Regions from separate parts of the Mus musculus genome. Here all the other regions are linked to region 3. The links are chromatin contacts, called in public HiChIP or PLAC-seq and promoter capture Hi-C maps. All regions are on one chromosome and are shown on one strand. Each heading gives the region's core, a stretch centred on a gene start, on an enhancer-like site or on the middle of the called end of the contact. The rest is flanking DNA. Distances are from core to core; before and after follow the strand shown.

Region 1 (3,623 bases), core at 531-3,030, 1.6 Mb before region 3:
ACCAGAATTCCTCAGGGTGGAGGGGAGAACTTGTTTCGGGCCATGTCTAACTCTCCCTGGCTCCTGCCTCTCACATGCTCCTGTTGAATTTCCTTGGATTCACCCTGTTGTTTCTCACCTCCGTGCTTTTCTGTATTAGGCTAAACTGGGTGTCTGACAGGCCCTAGGCATCACTCTGTCTCTTCAGCTATCATTCCATCTTCAGAGTAAGTATGCCTTCTGTAAGTCTCCCCTTAGACCCACGAGTGGGATAGGATGCCCTCGGTTGGTCTCTTAGCTGTGGAGCACGTGTCCACTCATCACAACCTACATTTCAGTTGAACTGTGTGGAGCAAACATTTGATTCAGAGGCTTTCCTCTGCAGTCCTCTGCTTAACCAAAAAGGGAGAAAGAGAATAACATTTAATAACCCATCTGGTGCCCCGAGCACACCCCTAAGAGGGTGAGATAGGAGCTCTGAGTGCGTCTTGGCCCCGGCTTGTTTTGTCTTGGGACCCTCTGGCCTCTCTGGATGTGATGCTGGTGTTTGAAGATCTGTTGTTTCACAAAGCAGGATACACCAGGATATCGGGGTGTTGGGGGGGCAGAACCAAAGCAAGCAAACAAAACATAAGAAGGAAAGAAAGCAAAGTTTAGTCACTCACAAGTTTAGCCATTTCTAAAGCTGTAGGAATGGGGTTCAGATCCTTCTATAACCAACACCACCGATGGCCTGGGTAAAGTAACCAACTTACCCAGACTTTAGGTCACGTGCTGTGCCTGAGCATCTTATGCGGCTACACTGAGGCTTAATGAATAACCGGCACAAGGTGGACTATTAGTAACAGTTTGTCTTACCCCGGCTCACATAGCCCTCCCTCCTCTACCAATGGATTCTCTCCTTAGAAGACATAAAGAGGTGACACGCTGAGCAGGCCTTCTAGAAGAGGCAGCATATTCAGAGTTCCACCTGCAGGTCACTCCCTGGTCCAAGCCTGTAGCAATATCGCTCTTCAGAAGACTGAAGTAAGAGAGGGAGAGGCGAGAGAGGAGGAAGGAGAAAGGGACAGAGGGGAAAAGTGAGGGATAGAGGGAGTGAGAGAACGAAAGGGAGAGGAAGAGACAGAGAAATATTGATTATATAAGCCCCTACCGGCATTTAGGATCTGATCCTGGGGGCGTCTACGTGATCTCATCGAGTCCCTCTTCCCAGCTTTTTGTGCTACCTTGTTATTTTATACTTCACTCTTTCATCCGAATGGGTATTCAATTGAGCCGGCTCCGATAACCAGTGGCTCCTTAGTCAGAGGCAAAAAAGTTCTTTGGCTGGATGCTAGATGCCTCGGTTACGAAGCAGGAGCCTGGCTCCTTCCTCTTCAGCTAGACCAGTGACTGCTGCTTCGCTGCTGGAGCTCCATCCTTTGCAGCGTGGCCGCGGGAAAGAAAAGTCAATTTTTGCAAACAGTAGGCTCTTCATGTGTAGTATAATCCAGACAGCCTAGATCTGTACTCTGCAAATGCCAGCCCAGCAGTCGGGCACAGGATGCCCTCTAGGGAAGTGGTCCGGAGGGGTCAGGGATGCCCAGGCAATCTGGACCATTGGAACTCTCCGCCCGCTAGAGAGGAGACCAAGCAAGACCTTTCCGACGGCACCACCCCCTCAGACCCAACAGGACGAGTCGCCCCTAGCAACAGCAGCCGGCAGCTAGCTCCGACCGCGCTGATTGGCGGAACTCCAGGCGGCCGTAGCGTCACTTCCGGCAGCCGGAGGCAGCGGAGGAAGCCGAGGCGCGGCCATCTTGAGTCTGTAAGGCTCCTGAGGTGCCGGGAGCGGCGGTGGCAGCCGGCAGGGCGAGGCCGGGCGGAAAGCGAGCCGGAGAAGGGAAAGCAGCCGGGCGTGGGCGCCTCCTCCGCGGCTCCCTCCATGGTCGGCGCCTGCAGGCCGCGGCGGCCTGTCTTGCGCTCCATCTCCGCTCCATCCTCCTGCGCTGCTGCCTCTTCAGGGGCTGCCGGCCGCGCCGTGTCGAGCCCCCGGGGCTGAGCTCCGCGGCGCTGCGGCTGCGAGCGGCGAGGAGGCGCGGGGCCCGCGAGGCCCGTGAGGTGCCCTGAGGCTTGCGGCGGCGGCCAGCCGGCCCGCTTCCAGTGCGGCCGCCGGCGCTGGGGGAGAATGAGCCCCGGGGCCCGCGGGCGCACGGCCCGGGCCAGGCCGGAGATCTAGACTCCGGCCAGGGAGGGCAGGGCCCGGAGGCTCGCGGCCGCTGCTCGCCGGCCGCCCAAAGCTGGGCGGTTTTGTTTTCGCCTTGGCGTTGTGCGGAATCAAAGCGCAATAAGATGTCCACTAGGACCCCTTTGCCAACGGTGAATGAACGAGACACTGAAAACGTGAGTGGACTGCGCTGCAGGGTGGCAGACCCTCAGGGTGGTAGCAGGGGGATCCAGCCCAGATGCTCCAGGCAGGGGTCAAGGCGCAGCCCTGTCCTGCGGCGCGCGTGCGGCCTGCGCGCTGTCCTTACGGTCGGCTGAGCATTACCCGTCCGTGCGCTGCTGCGGCCAGTGCGCGGTTGAACACAACTCTCCTCTTAACGTCGGGCAGGGTCTGAGCCTGCCAGTCAGACCTAGGTGCAGATTAATAGGATCCAATCGGGTCGAGCGGAGCGCCCTTTAAAAGGGGACTAAGTTTAATGACAACTGCCAAAACTAAGTGCCCCGTGGAGAGATCCTTGTGGGCCCCCGTAGTTCCCGCACTCACAAGAGTAGTTCTCTGCTCCAGAGCCGCTGCCTTTATCAAGGAGTAGCTTCCCGTCCTTGGCAAAGCTAAATCTGTTCGGAAGCAGCGGGCTGAGTGTTTTGAGAAGCAGATGTGAAGCTCTGCTCTGTTCTGCTGCCCGGCCGAGGGACACCCACTGGGTTGCCTTTTCCTTCCGCTGCAAAAGGTTGGCTTGGAGTAGCTCTCAGGCCCGGTCCAGTGTGCACACCCAGCAAATCTATGTAAAAGGATTTTGTTGGAAAGGACCTGCAGAACCAAACCAAACCACAGCCTGGAGCAGCATTGCTAGGGAGTGACAAACGTGTAGTAGAAGTTCTACTGAAGAAATGTTTGACCTGCCCAAGTGTTTTTTGAACTCTTCTTCCGCATCGGATTCCAAAGTGTTCCAGCCTAGCTTTGTCCTCTGTAAAGCATTTAGTAAATAACTTGTAAAGAAACTTCACTGGCCTTTCATTATGCGGAGCTATGAGGTAACTGCTGGCAAGAAAATGCAGTCTCTTTGGAAAAGCTTTCATGCTTCGGGTGTTTTCATGCTTTGAAAACCATCCTTAGACATGGTGACCTAGTGGTATCAAATGCCTTCATTTTAATCTTCAAAATGACACTTGTGCTTGATAGCTATTAGGTAATTTAATCTATTTGGTCTAAGTCATCTCTGTGGTGTGTTACTATACAGTTGTATATGTTCTTCCCCCTGAGATAGATAGAAGATTTCCTAACTGGGAGAGCTTAGACTAGACCTTTTCCCTCCTCTTCCTTCCTCACCCTTCTCCCCTTCTTTCTCTTTTTTTTCTCTTCCTCACTTCTTTGTTCCACAGTTCTTGCTGTGTTGCTTGGGCTGTCTAAGGGAGCCTCTGCCTCAGTTTCCCCACAGCAG
Region 2 (3,720 bases), core at 977-3,476, 1.2 Mb before region 3:
GAAGTGAGGGCCAGCCCCGCTGCAGTGCAAACCTGGCTCCCCAACCCAAAGTCCAGGCCCTAAGAATTAGTGCTCGGGATGGTTTTTTCTTGTTAAGATTTTTATTGGTGTGTGTGAGTGTGTATGTGCAAGAGCACATGTGTTCTCGTGTGTGCACACATATGACTTAAAGTATTCATGGAGGCCAAAAGACATTGTCGAAGCTGGGCAGTGCTGGCGCATGCCTTTAATCCCAGCACTCAGGAGGCTGGCAAATCTGAGTTCTAGACCAGCTTGGTCTACAGAGTGAATTCCAGTACAGGTGGGCTACAAGGAGACCCTGTCTCAAACAAGCAAACAAACAAAACCACACACGAAAAAGAAGTTTTTGTGTTCTCCAGAGATGCAGGTGGTTGTGAACCACCCGGTGTAGATGCTGGGCACTAAACTTGGGTCCTCTCCAAGAGCAGGACTTGCCCTTAACTGCCAAGCCAGTTTTCCAGCCTTGGTGGTTGGTTGGTTGGTTGGTTATTCTATGCAGAGTTACACCCATGTAGCCCATGCTGGCCAAGAACTCACTACCTACAGTAATTTCCTTGCTTCAGCCTGTTGGGTGCTTTATTTTTTTTTTTCTAGGTATTCTAGAACATTCTACAGAACCGCCTGAGCAGCCTCCCTCCAGTTTCTCAGGCCTTCTTCCTCCTCTGGTTCCTTCTGGTCGGGTGGAATGTCAGTCAACCAGCTGGAAGTGGGAGGGGGACTCAGAGGATTCTGGTCTGCCTTTCTGCTCAACCCTGACAAGCAGTGGTGCCCCAAGGCTACCCTGCAAGCAAGATGACCCGCTCTGGGACCACGAAGGAATCACACACGCGGGCTCTGTTCTGAGAAAGGGACAGGTTTAGATGAGAAACAAGAGCACTGCGCTGCTGCCTCTGGCATCTCGGAAAAACTCCAGGCTTCATGACAACAGCTTGTACCTAGAACCGAAAAAGAAGCCAGAAGCGTGCATGAGCAACAGGAATTCCAGTCAGTCTGAGCAGCTCTGGACTCCCCACCACAGGAGGCTGGGCCTGCACATTCCTGTAGCCATCTTCATCACTGCTGAGCCCCCTTCCCTCTGCTCTGGGCCGCATGGACCGTCCAGACTGGGCACCATGGCGATTCATGAGGATGGCCAGCCGTCTGTCCATCCCAGACTAAAGGCCCAAAACTGGCCCTGCAAGGCAGACCTGGGTTTTGAGAGCCTGAGCCCTCTGGCTGTGCCTCCTAAGCCCCTCTGTCCCTGTAGGGCCTGCCTTGTGGAAGCACAAAGAATTAGCTTTCGAAGCAGCAGGTCAGGAAAAGCAGGGTCTAACTGATATTCTAATTAGGGCGGCTTGAGCCTCCTCCACCCCATGACAGTGCGAGCTCGGCCTGCTGGGGACAGAGAGCGCAATGACAGCTCTGGTCTCCTCCTGCCTGATTTTGCTGGAGGCATCTTTCCTCCCTTCTGTTCATCAATTGTTTCTTTTTGGCCAGCATGGTGGGGGATGGGGCTCATGGACACTGTGGCTACGGTGGCACCTGTGTTCTCTCCCCAAGCCTAAGCCATATTGCCCTCCTGCTCCAACAGAGACCCAGCTTTCCTTCCTCTGGCCTTGGCCTGCCTACCTGGAAAGGCACTGGGTTGGCTTCCATTCAGGCTGATTCCTCATTAAACAGACACGCCCCTTGAAAGTTCCGTTTTCCTGGTCACTCATTAGGAAACCCAGTTCCTGGCCTACCTTCACGAGAGAATGGGGAGCCGAGCTGTGCAGACTGTGGAGGCCCCACTCTGCAGAAAGAAGGTCTCCCTAGGAGACAGCAACAGATGCCACAGACTGGCCCTGGCCATGCTCATCCCGCTTTCAGGGACCCACGAGTCCCTCCTCCCCCAGCCCTACCTAGATGAGGATACAGGAGAGCCAGGCTCAGTGATGACTCCGGGAGCAGAAGGAAGTCCTGAGTCACCCTGGCCGGGAGCAGGAAGTGGTTATCACCAGAACCAGCACTCCCAAAGCCCAGGAAGCCAGAGTGTGACGTCACAGCGGTGATGTCACCAGCCAGCAGGGATAGGAAGCATCTGCCAGGTCCCCAGCAGCCAGCCCTGTGCTTCTCCGTTCATCCTCTGTCCCTCTGTCCACCATGCGTGCTGCGGTCTACCCTGAGCACCGTGGCTGGCTGGGAATAGCTGAGTGAGGGCCTTGTCTAGTCTAGTAGGACACAGTGTGTGGTTCAGAGCTGGCAGGCGGGGCCTGGGCGGCTAGGGGGCGGGGCCGTGCCTGGGACCGCCCTCAGGAAAGGCCTCACTGAGCAGTTGGTGGTGTCTGCTTTGGGGCTTTGTGGGGTTCTGGGCCAGTTAAAACTTCCCTTCCTGGTGGAGGCAGTTTCACACAGCCTCCGTGTGGATGGACTCTGGCTATTTACAGGGCTGTAGGAAGAGGCTGAGTCACCAGGTAGCCTCCCTGGAGGCCCATGAGACTGGTCACCAAGGTCACAACCCTTGTGAGGCTGGTAGCCTGGAGCCTCTGGACCCTGACCCGAATGGGAGTTCAACTCTGCCCTGATAAGATATCATCTGCAGCCCGCTGGGCTTGGGGACTGTCACTTTATTGGTTTTGAAGTGCCTTGTTATTTTTTTGGTTATAGAGGTGATGTGGCCGAGTGATAAAGTCCTTTAGGCACCAGTGTGTGTGGGCGATGTTGTTGTTGGTGCCACCTCATGATGGGATGACTTGCCCAATCATAATTTACTAAAATCACAGCTCAACTAAGACCCTGGTAGAGAGAAATGCCATGAACCCCAGTCCTTCCCCACCTGAAGACCATCCACGACACACTTCTGGGGAGCCTCGCTCGGTGTGAACTGTAGGGTAGGTCTGGGTAAGAGCTGGACAAGAGAGCTGCTGACCCAGCCGGCCTGCCCTCCCCCCACCCCACCCCCAGCTGCTGTGACCACCCGGCATGCTGCTTATCTTGTTTCCCCAGATGCTTCCTGTGTGGGATGTAGGGGTGGGAGTGAGGGCCAGGCACTCTTCCAGGTCGCTCTGGAGACCTGATGTATCCCAAAGCTGAATGAACCCTGGGGGGAAGACTCCTGATGGCTTGCACGTGGGCCTTGAGGGAGAGACTGAGGGGGCACTCAGTCCCTGCATACCGTCCTTGGATGGGGTCCTCACCCACTGCGAGGCTGTAGGAGGCTGCCCCTGCCAGAAGTAAAGGCTAAGCCCGCTTCCCGTGCTGTCCTTGATATGCCCCAGCCATGGAAGCAGGTCAGGCCTCGGGGCAGCCCTCATACCAAGCTCCACTAAGTGGCACCCCTAGCTACTCCTCTTCAGCCCAGAGGGCATCCTCCTCTTCCTCCTCACTTCTCTGAACACAGAGGAGCATGCAGGCACAGAGCAGGGTGCAATAGCGACATGTCTGAGAACTCCACGGAAAGGTGCCCGCGGACACTGCCAGGCTTTCACCAGGTCCCCCTCCCTCATATCCCCTGGAACTTGTTTGCTCAACTCTGGTTCTCATCTGGGAACCTGGCTTCCCAAGGAACTTTGAGACCAGAGCCACCTCCATTGTATGTGTGATGGGGTTGGGCGGGAAGGGGGGGTGGGAAAGAATGCCTAACTAGTTACAAACCTTCCACATTCACAAAAGCTTACAGTTCATAATGGAATCTTTTCTGGCCCACAGCCCTGCAAAGCCCCAAAGCAGACACCACCAACT
Region 3 (3,446 bases), core at 27-2,526:
GACCCTGAGGCAGAATAGCTGAAGGTATCCAGATGAGCAGAGGAAGGTCTGCAGCAAAACACAGGGAGGGTCAAGGTAAAGGTGAGCCCGCAGTCTCCGCACTTCCGGAGGGCGTGGCCATCCTGTAGACCGCCGTTAAACTGGCAGGTGCCAAGGGACAGCTCTGCCCCTCCCTCTCACCTCACTTTCCTTTTCCGCACCGCACCCTCTCCCTCTCCACCTGCCTCTTCTTTCCTAGCTTTGAGATGCAGAGTACACGCAGTACTGTCTGTCCGCTGCTCCAACTATTTTTGGTGGCGACATCGAGGGCACAAAGCTTAGTTTGTGTCCGCTCGAGCGTTCAGGTCTCGCCCCAGCAATTCTTCCTGCCACTCGTCGCCTACAGGCTTGTCTCTGGATCACCGTTGGCAGCGTCCGGCCTTTGTCCGGCCCTCCTCCACACGCACTGGCGCACATAATGTGATCTTTCGCATCCGGCTTCCCACAGAGGCTGCTCTGGCTTCACCTAGGTTGTAGCCACGTAGTAGGCTCATGCCGGTTGCGGAGGATAGTTGCCGACTGCATGTCTTTCCCCGTGCATCAGGTTGCACTCTGGGTTCATTCTGCCATTGTCATGTAGCTACTGTGAATCCTTGCGGGATTCTCAAAGCTTACCAAGATTGCTCCTGAAGGGCTGAGTGCAAAACTAAGTTCAACCTTAAAAGAGAGGGCCGCACCCTTTTATGAAGTGGAGAATTTTCCTTAAAAACTGCTCTTCTAGTGGCTGGAGGAAGAATGAATATGGGGACAAGGAAGTCTGGGGCTGGCTGTACATGAGAGGGAGGATGGCTTTCCGAAGAGACTTCTGGCGACGTGGCCCCCGGAACTCCCCACCCACTTCGCAGGGCTCAGCTGCTTCTCGCGGAGGCCTGGCGACCCCTGGCGGCGGGTTCCTTCCAGGGCGGCTTCGCAGAGACACTCCCTTCGTGGCTGGGTGGAGCCACATTGCTCCTTCCTCCGCTCCTCCAGGGAACACCTCGGGCGCATGCGCGCCCTCCAGCCTCGCGCTTCCCTAGCCCGGGGTTGCTAAGGCGGTTGATAAGTCGAGGTGCTGATTGGTGAGTTCCAACGGAGTTGGCACCTCCAATCCCCGCCCCCGACCCCGGAAGTGCCTGCCTACGGGATAGACTGGTAGGCACTCAAACGCCAGAGTCATCGTTCATTGGGCCTGAGGGGAGAAGGCGGGCCTCATCCGGAACTGTGATTGGTCGGGGTCCCGAGCGGGCAATCCGAGGCTGTCTAGTGCTGGCTGTATGCGGCGGCGGCGGAGCCGGGTGGAAGGGGCTGCCCGGGCCCTGCCTGAGGCTGTCGCCGCGCTGAGTCGGTGCCTGCCTGCTGGGCCCAGCCCAGAAATCTTCCGCCGCGCCAAGTTCGATCGACCTGAGGCGGTGAGGCTATTCGAGTAGGCGGTCGGGGTCGGGGCAGGCGTTGCCTGGGCTGATGTAGGTGACACCTGATACCCGCTGACTACAAACTCCTCGTTTGCTTCAGGCTCCAGTGCTCTGGCAGCTTCTCTTGCGCGTGCTCTCACCGCTTGCTGCAAACAATACCTGGACCGACCTTGCCCCAGGTAAGCCCCGCCCTCTCAGAAAGCCGCTCCCCAAGGCTATTGTAGTTTTGTCTTAACCCACCAAGTCCCGCCCCATCAAAGCTCCTCTGTTGTTTCCTCCCTTCCTGCAGGCACCTGCTCCTCTCGCTGTTGCGCCCACTTCCATTAGTATAAGTTCCCACTAGCCTTTACCACGCTTACCTGGGTAGTAGTGGCTTTATCACTCCAGTGAAACGCTGAGACTGGCCAACCACTCACAGAAATCCTGCCCGTTGGTTATCACTTTGCCTCCTCATAGACTCTCAGATCTCGCCTCCTTAGTCCACGCTTAGCAGGTTCTAAGCTTAGGGGGTGCTCTCAGGTCCCCAGAGGGATCCAGGTGAAATCTCCAGGTTAGCACCCCCTGATCTGATCATTTCCCACTCCAGAGGCCCAAGCCTGTGTGGTGAAATCAGCACTGGGCTCCCAAGGCTACCCCAGGTCTGTGCTGCTACAATTTCCAGACGGCAGTTCTCAGGGAAGCCGGGAACTGCTGTTGGCCCTGTCTTGGCTCCTCGCCCGAGGACCCTTGCTTGAGCAGCTGCTTGCCCAGACCCGTGTGCAGCTGGGTGACCAGTTGCCCCAGTGGGAGGTGAGTATGTAATTGAGGGTGTCAGAGCCCTGCTTTGCCCAGAACCCGTGGATTTCTCCGGGCTTCCAGCTCATGTGGTATTTGCCCTTGGTGTGGTTCTCATCCAGCTTTGAAGCTGAGGATGTACGTCAGTAGTACAGCTTCCCTGTCCTGGTCCTTCCTCGAGATATGGGATGTATAGCAGGGCTGACTCTTGTTCCCTCTCTACTGTGAGGCCCCAACCAGTCCTGGTCCTCCTGCACCCTTTGTGGAACCAAAGAGCCCCGTGGATCTCCGACTAGTGGAATGGCTGATGGGAAGGCTGCGGTTTAGGTGGCGATGCCTGATCTCTAGTCAGCAGGAGCAGTGTATCCTCCTCAGCAAGGTAATACAGGCACATGGCTCTTCACCCTGTGCCCAGGCTGCCTTTCCCTGGGGTCCATCTCTGTCACCACTATTGGACCACTGGACTGCTGGGCTTATCCCAACTCTGACCTTTACAAGCAGGGACGGACCGTGCTTTACCTGTGTCCTGGTGAGCAAGGTGTGGAAGCCCTCGGTGAAGTTGTCTGGTGCCCTTCTGCAGCCTCTGCCCCCAGTATTACTGGGGTATCCTGAGCCCAGCTCTGTCCTTTCTGGTTATAAGTGGTCTCTAAAGGTGCCCATATTCGGCTGAAAGATCTTGCTGGGAGCTACTCCCCAGCCTGGCTATTTTACCTATTACAGATCCACCTGTACACGCAGGGATGCCACAGCCAACAGAGCCTTGGCCATCTTTCTGTTGCCGAAACAGAGATGCTTAGAGATCCAGAGAGCGGTCAGCAGGTGAGGATTGGCAGGGTGCTGCAGTGGGCGCTGCCTCATGGCAGGGTGTTTGGTCTGTTGGGGAAATACCCGGCTGGTGTTAGGCTTTGACAGCCAATCACTGTCGTTTGTTACTGTGGGTGGCTAGTGTCACAGTTGGGGTTCCGGAAGGGGACCACTGGAATGGGAAAACACTGCTGTCAGGTCTGAGATGAACCTCTAGTTCTACCTGACGTATCTGGAGGTAGGAAAGCCTGAGTGTGAGCAGGCCGGCTGTCCTTCAGAGCCTGGGGCTAGACTCACAGGAATCAGCGTGGGGAGGTTAACAGGAAGGCCAGGGTACTGGCCTGGATGTTTGTAGGCCTTAATCCTCCTTCGTTGCCCAGGAGCCATTTACTTCTTTCCAAGCATGGCTTTTCTAGGCAGTGGGCTCCTGAGCTTCCT
Region 4 (3,556 bases), core at 89-2,588, 1.3 Mb before region 3:
TTCCCCAGCTTTTTGTGAGTTTGGGATTTTGAAGGATGGTGGGAGAAATTGAACCTGGTCAGAGAACAACAGAAGAGGCAGCTCCACCGTACCAGAAAGCACAGAGAAAGTCTCCCGAAAGGGGCCCGGAGGGGACAGCACCAGGCCAGTGTGAGGAAAGGCGTGTCCTACAGTACACTGCAATGGGTTCAAATGACAGTGCCAAGAGGCACTAAGGATGGGGTGGAGTGGCTCAGGAGCCAAGTTTGAGGAGGCCGAGGACGTGAGATCTGGTGCTGGGCAGGTTTGGTGGGCTGCCAGTAATCCCAGGGCTCAGAAGGCAGAGACAAGTTCCTCAGAGCAGGCCGACAGGCTGAATCTGTGGACTTTGGGTTCGTAGGGCAAGTGATGGAGGAATATATGTCAGACATCTGCCTTCCACACACGCACACACATCAGTACGGATGCAAACGGACATACACGTATGTACATACAACACACACACATACACCACACCACACAGGGCAGGAGGGAAGGGAGAACATGCTTTCAGACACAAAGCTCTGGCACCAGAACTCAAAGGTCCCCCAAGCCATCGCTACAGCGTCCAGTGGTGAACCAGAGCAATCACAGGGCTTGGTGGAGACTGGACAGAGGACATAGTCAGGGGCGGGTTCTATCTGTGCACCCGCAAATGCCAAGGCCTTGAGGCAGCTAACCTTGCTTTACAAAGTGCCACTGAGCAACTTCTACTTCAACACTGAGAACCTGTGTCTCAGACAAAAGCACAGAGCTCCATGCTCCACTTGGCCGCCTGCCTTCCGGAGAAGTAGGGTTACACCAGCTCATCCCTCCAACTGGGCTAGAGTGTGTCCAATTGTGTCAGAGAGAGAGCAAAGCTCCTGGGTAGCTGATTTGGCCAATTACCCAAAGAAGCTAGAGGGTGAGGCGCGCGCGGTGGCTCACACCTGTATCAGTGCGAGGAAGGCTGAGGCAGGACTGCTGAATCCAAGGCCAGCCTAGGCTACACGCACAATGTGACTCGTCCTTACGAACACCACAAGAAAAACAAAAGTCACAGATCAAATCTGCAGCGAGTGGTCACGCTGTGGCTGGCCTGGGACTCTAGTGCGGAAAGCAGGTCCCGCGCTCAGTTCGATTCCTTCAAACCCCGCTACGGGCTTGAAGGGGTGCCCCGCTGGGGAAGCTCGTTCTTGAGTCCCGACCTGGGGCGCTCGAAACCCACAGTGTCCTCTGTCCTCTCCCGCCACCCCATGTTCGGCCACTCGCGATCAGCTAACTCACCTCCCGGATCAGCGACCCCGCAAGTCTCCCGCGCGCTCCGCCCGCTCCTGAAGCCCCGCCCATCTCAATCTTCTCTTCCAATGAGAGGCCAGAGTCCGAGTCTGCTCCACCCAGAAGAAACGAAGAGGCGCCTACGTGGCTGACTAATTGGCCAATCCGAAGTCACACTCTCCCTAGAGGGGCGAGGGTGCCCCTCCGGTCTTCACCGCCGATTGGTGGCCAGCCGTAGGGGCGGGATCCTTGCACGGATTGGAGAAGGGCGACTCTGGGGCGGATACTACTCTCCGATTGGTTCATATTACGAGCTCTGGCTGCGGATTGGGCTTCGGAGCTGTCATCGTGTCTGCGGGCGGGGCGGGGTGGCGCCTTGTGTGGGCTCAGCGCGGGCGGTGGCGTGAGGGGCTCAGGCGGAGACATGTCCTCGGGGGTGGCCGCGCGTCGCGACGCCAAGAAGCTTGTGCGCTCGCCAAGTGGCCTGCGCATGGTGCCGGAGCACCGCGCCTTCGGAAGCCCTTTCGGCTTGGAGGAGCCGCAGTGGGTTCCGGACAAGGAGGTGCGTCCTAGCCCCCGGGTCCCCAACCCGAGCCGGGGCGTCTCCCGCCTCCGTCCTAGGGACGCTCGGCCGCGGCTCCCCTCCGGGCGTTCCCGCTGTCCCTTCTGCGCTGTGGGGCGTTTTCCATTCCTTGGCGGTCATTGGCTGCGCGGTGCGGAGCCCCGGGGAGGCCCGAGGGGGAGCGGTGGAGCGGCTCACCCGTGAGCCGTGCGCGAGTTTGGGGCTGGAGTGTGTCCGTGGGGCGAGGGTGAGGGAGTCCGCCTCCACCTGCCCACGGAGGAACGGTGCCAAAGGGTTTGCAATCTTCGAAGTTCTAAACTCTGCAAAGCTTGGCCACTTGGGAGAAAATAGGAGCAATTCACGCATTCCATGCGATTTTATTTCAAAGCAAATTAAATATCTTTAAAAGACACCAACGAAAGTACTGGCGACTTTGATAAACTTTGAAACAACTTTTCTTCATTTATTCATGTGTGTATGTGCCTTTGTCCCCAATGTCACAGCGCTGGTGTGTAGATCAGAGGATAATTTGTAGAAGAGAGTTTTCTTAAACCATCTGGGTCCCAGGGACGGAATTCAGGTCTCAGGTGTGGCGGCACGTGCCTTTACTTGGTGAGCTATCTTAATGGCTCGTGTAAATTCATCCATGTTTCTGTTTCTCTCCCTCCTTCCCTTTCTCCCTCTCCTTCCCTTCCTCCCCTCTCCCCCTCCCACCTCCCCGTCCTTGGCCTAGCACTCATAAGATCTGCCTTCAGAGTGCTAGGCATGCACTACCACACGCCTCTACCACACACTGTTGCTATGTTGTCCTCGAACTCCTCCTCCCTCAGCCTCTTGAGTTAAAGATGTGCTTCACCACACCTGGCCTCCTCCCAAATTTTTTAAGTTAGAGTCCCTGCTTGGAATTCTAATCAGCTGCTCTTCTTTCCCCTTGAGAGCTCATCCACAGGTGGCCGAGGCCAGCGGCTTCTTAGAGTGAGGTCCAGTGTTCTTGAAACAGGGACTGGAGAGCCACCCGTGCGTGCAGCCAGAAGGTTGTAGCCTGGCTGCTGTTGCTCTGCACCCCACCCCACCCCCCAAACTCTGAAGTTCCTGAGAGCCCTGAAGGAGAAGGTTCATCTTGTACTCAGAGCCCCTGGCTATACCAGGTGTGTCACTGAGCCGTCCCTGCCCTCCTGGTTGTGCCCTCAGTTTTGCACTTTACCTTTGTACTTAGGCATCTGAGCACATAGTTCCTCTTGGGTGCAAAGATAACTGAGCACAACCCTCGAGTGCACTTAGCGTCCCTGAAGTGGGTGTGGGCTTAGGAATGGGCCAGCGTGATCATTCGTGGTGTAGGTAGGTGTCTGAGTTCAGGGTAGTGAGTTCCAGGCCAGCCAGGGCTATACAGTGGGACCCTGTCTTAAAAAGACAAAAAAAAAGGGTGTGTGTGTGTGTGTGTGTGTGTGTGTGTATGTTGGAATACAACCTGGACTCCAGCCCCTGGACGGAGTGGGTGTTGGGGAGGTGGCTCAGCGGAATAAATTGCTTGTGAATGAGTCTAGAACTGGTCAGACATAACTGTTTCCAGGAAAGGCCAATAATGCCTAGATTGGAATAAGGGGCACATTTGGGGCGGGTGGAGGAGGCCAGTGGGGTGGGAAGCCGAGTGGGAAAAGTGTTCACTGGCTCTAGGCCGGGGCTCTAGAGGAGCTATCTCAACATTCCTCCTGCTCTACA

Evidence for each region. Promoter capture Hi-C pulls out the DNA fragments that hold promoters and counts their contacts. HiChIP or PLAC-seq counts read pairs in DNA pulled down with a chosen protein or histone mark.
Region 1: an H3K27ac HiChIP or PLAC-seq map of regulatory T cell precursor shows a contact between it and region 3, with 10 times the contacts expected there. The contact joins the promoter of Mark3 here to the promoter of Tedc1 in region 3. A contact is called at or near these places in 1 of 484 Hi-C or Micro-C datasets (CD4 T cells) and 2 of 115 datasets of contacts at active chromatin or transcription factors (regulatory T cell precursor and thymic regulatory T cells).
Region 2: a contact with region 3 is called in a promoter capture Hi-C map of pre-B cells, with 3 times the contacts expected there. The contact joins the promoter of 5033406O09Rik here to the promoter of Tedc1 in region 3.
Region 4: a promoter capture Hi-C map of pre-B cells shows a contact between it and region 3, with 2.2 times the contacts expected there. The contact joins the promoter of Xrcc3 here to the promoter of Tedc1 in region 3. A contact is called at or near these places in 1 of 39 promoter capture datasets (pre-B cells), 2 of 484 Hi-C or Micro-C datasets (B cells and embryonic stem cells) and 1 of 115 datasets of contacts at active chromatin or transcription factors (thymic regulatory T cells).

Annotation. Positions count from the first base shown.
Region 1 is chr12:111,572,741-111,576,363 of GRCm38.p6, forward strand. It overlaps Mark3 (MAP/microtubule affinity regulating kinase 3), which reads left to right and starts at 1,781. Exons shown (of 18, transcript NM_001370744.1): 1 at 1,781-2,361. The coding sequence starts at 2,311. 2810029C07Rik (RIKEN cDNA 2810029C07 gene) reads right to left here and starts at 1,662. Exons shown (of 2, transcript NR_045295.1): 1 at 1,133-1,662; 2 at 1-1,000.
Region 2 is chr12:111,942,256-111,945,975 of GRCm38.p6, forward strand. 5033406O09Rik (RIKEN cDNA 5033406O09 gene) reads right to left here and starts at 2,227. Exons shown (of 3, transcript NR_029464.2): 1 at 1,902-2,227; 2 at 1,630-1,811; 3 at 1-956. It overlaps Gm36757 (a long non-coding RNA gene), which reads left to right and starts at 3,703. Exons shown (of 3, transcript XR_003950158.1): 1 at 3,703-3,720.
Region 3 is chr12:113,155,145-113,158,590 of GRCm38.p6, forward strand. Tedc1 (tubulin epsilon and delta complex 1) reads left to right here and starts at 1,277. Exons shown (of 8, transcript NM_134041.3): 1 at 1,277-1,427; 2 at 1,531-1,609; 3 at 2,017-2,219; 4 at 2,434-2,583; 5 at 2,925-3,023. The coding sequence starts at 1,293.
Region 4 is chr12:111,812,541-111,816,096 of GRCm38.p6, forward strand. Xrcc3 (X-ray repair complementing defective repair in Chinese hamster cells 3) reads right to left here and starts at 1,339. Exons shown (of 8, transcript NM_028875.3): 1 at 1,285-1,339. It overlaps Zfyve21 (zinc finger, FYVE domain containing 21), which reads left to right and starts at 1,630. Exons shown (of 7, transcript NM_026752.4): 1 at 1,630-1,837. The coding sequence starts at 1,700.